Linked DNA regions of Zea mays: region 1 is linked to region 2. The links are chromatin contacts, called in public Hi-C maps. All regions are on one chromosome and are shown on one strand. The core of a region is the stretch at or near the end of the contact, and the rest is flanking DNA. Distances in the headings are between cores, read along the strand shown.

Region 1 (2,700 bases), core at 33-2,532, 570 kb before region 2:
ATAAAGTCAAAGGGCCCATTGGCCCAATAGCTATACTATGATGACATATGGATGGGTCGTTGAATGCTAGGATTATATAATTCAGCTTATGGACTATATAAGCATCTATTGACCTGCTTATGGATTATTATAATCTAGGTATCTAGATTACATAATCCACCTGTGTTGTTTGTTTAACTCTCAACTTATTTAAGCTGGATTATATAATCTAGAGGGTAAACAAACAGGACCTAAATACAATCTGGGTCAAGGCAACATAACTACATACTAGCAGATTCGCAAGTGTAGGAATCAGGCACAGGCCAGTTCAAAAGCGAATTTCCCTTCATTCACAAATTCCAACATGGAATTGGTAAGCAAATCACCCAAAACCTAGTTGTGGCAGACCCAATGTTGAATCACAGAATCATGAACCCTGCCAACAAAGGGGCAGCACACAAACAAAATGGCGCAATGAACTCACCTGCTTCTCAGCTACCGTGTTGTTGAAGCTGCCAGGGTCGGTCTCTGCAAAACCAGAGCTCAGATTAGCACAAGCAACTCCAAGTTCAGACATAGGACCTCCATTCTCAACGTCCCCACACGCTCCAACCACCGAGGCCGAGATCTAAACAGCACGGCCACCGACACACGCCACCGGCCCCAGAACCAGATCCCGCGCCCGAACGGGACGATGCATCCCTGGAGTTGGCCAGATCCACGCACCTCCACCGCCCTGCTCGCCCTCGGACTCCGGGAACTCCTTCTCCAGCGCGCGGTCGATCATGTCGGCAAGGCTGCCCTCCTTGGCCTCCGTGGCATTGCCCTGAGCCACCACCTCGCCGCCGGCTTCCGCCACGGCAACCCCATCCCCGCGCGCCTCCGCCTCGGCCTCTACCTCCGGTTTCCCCGCGCGGCCCTCGTGCCCAGCGCCGCCGTCAGCTGCTTCGGCGGCCGCAGCTGGGGAAAATGCGACGGCCGCAGCGAGGAGCAGGCCGCAGACGAGGAACGGGAGGGGGAAGGAGCAGCCCGGGTGGTTGCTACGGCGACGTGTCAGCATCGCCGCCGAGGGGGTGGGGGTTTGGCAGGCGAGCGGGCAGCGCGTCGGAGACCGTGTGGCGGCTGACTGGCCGTGGCCGGCTCCGCTGGGGTTTAAATTTTCTGGAAGGCGAACGGAGCGCGGATGTGACGGTGTGCGCCGCTCGTGCCGGGGAAGGGACGCACGCGCTCGCGCTAGCACACGCAGGTGCAGAAGCAGAGAGCCAGAGGGGGGGTGGACCGGTGGAGGGAGACGCTTGTTTTGTTGGTGACTTCGCCTCCAAGTGTACGTATTTTATTGTTGTCGTGATTTTGTGGCCACGGCGAGCGAATTTATTAGGTACACTAAATACAATACCCGTGTTTACAAGGACACATAAATATTTAATAAAATATCAGTACATAACGGTTACATAAAAATAAAAAACGAATAATATATAGATAGAAGTTGAGAGTTAATATAAATGCTCATGGTGGTTACATTATTGGTTCCGTATGCAAAAGACAATACTTATCTTATTAGACGAGATGTGGGAATAAAATCATATATACGGGCTTTCGCGCACACTCATGGTGATGAGATAAGACTTATCTTATACGGTTGTAAAACGAGACGTAGAGTAAAAATAGATATACGCTCCGCGCGTGACACATGAGTGACGGTGGGATTTTGGGTTGATTTCAAAGAAATGTGAGGGCCTTATGTAAAAGTGATGACGTAGAATAACCGTTGAAACTGGTGATTTAGAGGGTGTTTGAATGTATTAGAACTAATAGTTATTTAGCTAAAATATACTAGTAGAATTAGCTAGCTAATAAATAGTTAGCTAACTAGTAGCAAATTTACTAAAAATAGCTAATATTTGAACTGTTAGCTAGAGTGTTTGGATGTCTCTAGCTAATTTTATCCACTAACCATTATCTCTAGTGCATTCAAACATCATCTTATAGTAAGTAAAGAAAAGGGCGAACCAATTCCCTAAGCCTATAAACTTGTTTGCACAAAATACTGATTCACATTAAGGCTGTCTACAGCAACGTTCTCTAAGTTTCGTTTTCTAAATTAATATTATTTGTTCTTTACGGTGCACTCTAAAAGATAAGATAAAACAAGCCTAATCGCTGTAACTGAATTTTATATCCTGTATCCGCCTCGACACCACATCGTTGCCCTATTGCGGTTGCGGCAGCAGCACTTGGCGGCGGTTGCATGCATGAGCGCCCACTCCAGCTCCAGGCTACACCATCGCCTTCAATTGCCGCTTTTTTCGCTGTGGTCGTCACTGCCACCACACGCTGCTTTTTCGTCGGGAGGCATGGAGGGAGAGGACCGAACTAACTAGGATCCACCACGGATGTGGAGGTGGAGGTGGAGGTGGAGGTGGAGGGGATGCGGGCCAAAGCACCGTTAGATTCATACAGGAGCACTCGCCGCCCCGCTGCGGCGGGGTGCAGGTGCAAAGCGAAGACGCCAGTCACTTTGGACGGCTAGCTGCTGCGATGGATTGGAGCCGGCCTCACTTCAGCCGAGCACCATCCCCCAGCCGGCCAGCCCCCAGCCTCCCACAGGTGGGCATTAATTAATGCATTATTATTATGCGTGATGCTCGATGTCAGTGGTGGCCTCTGATCAGCTGGTTTGGCCACAGTCCACTTCTCGGTGGTCAAACGCCCAACTCCAAA
Region 2 (2,700 bases), core at 129-2,628:
TGAATCAGCGGCATCTGAACATTTTTTTCCTGGAACAAAGATTCTAGTCTGTAGTCGCTGAACCCTGAACTGCCTCATCCCACCCCCACCCCCTGAGCTTTCTGTAGAAGGTGCAGCTCAAATTCTCGTAGGCATGAGCCTTAGAAGACCCTTGAAACTACAAGCTTTGTGGTAACAATATGGTGTCATGGAACATATGTATTTTGATGTAAAACATTCGCTCACTGACCAGTGACTTCGCCATCTCTGCTTATGTATGTAGAGAAGCTTAGCAAAGGATTGGACTGATACTATTGAATTGTGTGGGTTTCTATTTGTCTCCATTCTGATCTGAATGCGTGTTATCTCGTTTCAAAATTCTGTGTTGTTGCTATCCATTTTATGATAGCTGGAGCTATGTGCCTATGTGTGGTTGTCTCATTACTGGTGTTCCAAGTTTTATGATAGCTGGACCTATATGTGGTTGTATCATTATGCGACTTTAATCTGGCTGTGGCGTATTTTATCTCTATGGATTGGATTGCAGCTGCAGTCCAAACAGCTGCTGCAGCTGTATTGATGAACTGATTTCACTGGTCAATCTATCACGGTTCAATAAGAGGATGATTGGCAAGGGCAGTGTCATGCGGTCATGATAGCGATTGCCAGTTTCAGTCTCCAATTTGTCGGACCGCGTGTAGAGCTGGTACAGCCCCGACGATGTCTTGACCTTCGAATATACTAAAAGTGAAATTCGAGTTTGTTGATCGGTTCGGATGTACTATGAAATTCAAACTCGGTTCAGATGTACTATATGGAATTCAAGTTTTATATTTAGGTGAAAGGCTACGCGGAGATTTGTTTCTAGAGATTCCGAGACACGCAGACAGGAGGATCGAAGTCCAAACGCTACCAGTCTACTGCACTGTCTCTCGTTCTTCCGGCGAAGCCATGGTGTCGACATCGTTGCTCCATGCCTGGAGCCGCACGCCTCAGCACTCAACTCGCCGCGCCCGGTCTGCAGAGACCTGTTCGTTGTCGGGACCCTCCCCGCCATCCACAGACTCAGCATGCCCCCGCAGCGTGCCCACTCCGCGTGCTGACATCTGCGCCGCCGTATGATTCGATCGGACGGCGGGCCGCGTGGGATGACAACATTCTCGTCGTGTGGCGGGTCCCGCTAGCCTCGCCGACGTCCCGAGGTGAGTGAGGAATCACGCCTCTTCTCGCGCGTATAAAAACGATTGATGGAGGCCGCTGGTTATTGTAAGAATCCATCGATTGCTCGAGAGAGGGATATCTGTTTCCGCATCGGCAGCGTTCTCTGCAGCGGCGATGCCGCTCCTCGAGGTGCGCGCCACCTTCTCCCTCCCATCTCGTCCGTCCCCTACGAACCTCGTGGCGCGGCCCTAATTTCGCCGCGTGTGCTCTGCACCGTCGCGCTTTCCTGGGCCACATTGCTTATCTTCTCGCTGCTATTATTCCTTTCCCTTCCAAATTTGGGTCGTGTTAATTCCTCCGTTGTCGTTAGTTTCCCCTCCATTTACGCCGCTGAATTGCGAGGCGGAATCGCAGTTTTTTTTGATAATTCAGTTGTTGCGTTGCTATGAATCGTAGGAGATGATGGAATCGTCGTACATCCGCACGTACCTGCAGCAGATGGCAGGTAAGTAGGTCAACAAATTGATTCCTCTCGTGGTCGTTGTGTGATTTTGACGCGACATGCGTTGCGTGCATGTATCTCTCTGCTCTCTCGGTGCCTCGGTGGTAGCAGCGTCGGTCTCCACGGCGAGCTGCGACCCGTCTAGCGGCGCCGATGAGGTGGAGTGCCGCGACGAGGCGGCGGCGCTGAGGCTTAAGATGGTGTTCGTCGTGGCCATACTCGTCGCAGGCGCGACCGGCGTCGCGATCCCGCTCGTCGGCCGCCGCTGCCACGGGCATGGAGCCTCCTCCTCCTCCTCCACCGGTGGGGCGTTCGTGCTCGTAAAGGCGTTCGCGGCCGGGGTGATCCTGGCCACGGGCTTCGTCCACATGCTGCACGACGCGGACGAGGCGCTCACGGACCCTTGTCTCCCCGCCGCGCCGTGGCGCCGCTTCCCGTTCCCAGGGTTCGTCGCCATGCTCGCGGCGCTCGGGACGCTCGTCTTCGACTTCGTCGGCACGCATATGTACGAGCGCAAGAAGCACCACGCCGATGCGGAGGAAGCCGCCGTCGTCGTTGGCAATGCCAGTGCCAGTGCCAATGCGAGCGGCCACGACGTGATCGTTGCGCTGCTACAGGACGGCGCGCTCGTGGCGAGCACTGGCAGCAGCATTGGGAGAGACGGGGGAGGCCACAAGGACCCCATGCACATCGTGGGGATGCACGCGCATGCCGCAGCACATAGGCATAGCCACGCCCACGGGCACGGCCCATGTGATGACTGTCACGATGGGCATGATGAGGAGCCGTCCCAAGCTCGTCATGTGGTCGTCTCCCAGGTACTGTGCGTTTCTAACAAAATGTACTCTGTTCTCAAAACACACAACAAAAATACATATTTCAATTGCATGATGAAATGATGGTACTTGCTCAATGCCCAACTTCATGAGGAATTGTTACTAGAGAGTGACAATATAATGTGGCATGCATGTTGGAGTTGTGGTCAGTTTAAAATTTTGGCCCATGATAACCTAGAGTGGAAACATGTATGACCAGCTAGAGCCGCTATTTTTTTTAAA

What was found. Hi-C and Micro-C count contacts between places; a contact is called where the count stands out from the background.
Region 1: a Hi-C map of endosperm shows a contact between it and region 2, with 2.6 times the contacts expected there. The contact joins the promoter of LOC103629819 here to the promoter of LOC100281339 in region 2. A contact is called at or near these places in 2 of 25 Hi-C or Micro-C datasets (endosperm and leaf mesophyll).

The regions. Positions count from the first base shown.
Region 1 is chr6:115,171,892-115,174,591 of Zm-B73-REFERENCE-NAM-5.0, reverse strand. It overlaps LOC103629819 (K(+) efflux antiporter 4), which reads right to left and starts at 1,282. Exons shown (of 20, transcript XM_008650921.4): 1 at 706-1,282; 2 at 464-507. The coding sequence starts at 1,039.
Region 2 is chr6:114,597,298-114,599,997 of Zm-B73-REFERENCE-NAM-5.0, reverse strand. LOC100281339 reads left to right here and starts at 1,378. Exons shown (of 4, transcript NM_001154257.1): 1 at 1,378-1,645; 2 at 1,754-2,460. The coding sequence starts at 1,600. It overlaps LOC100279268 (RNA-binding (RRM/RBD/RNP motifs) family protein), which reads left to right. Exons shown (of 6, transcript NM_001152289.1): 6 at 1-322.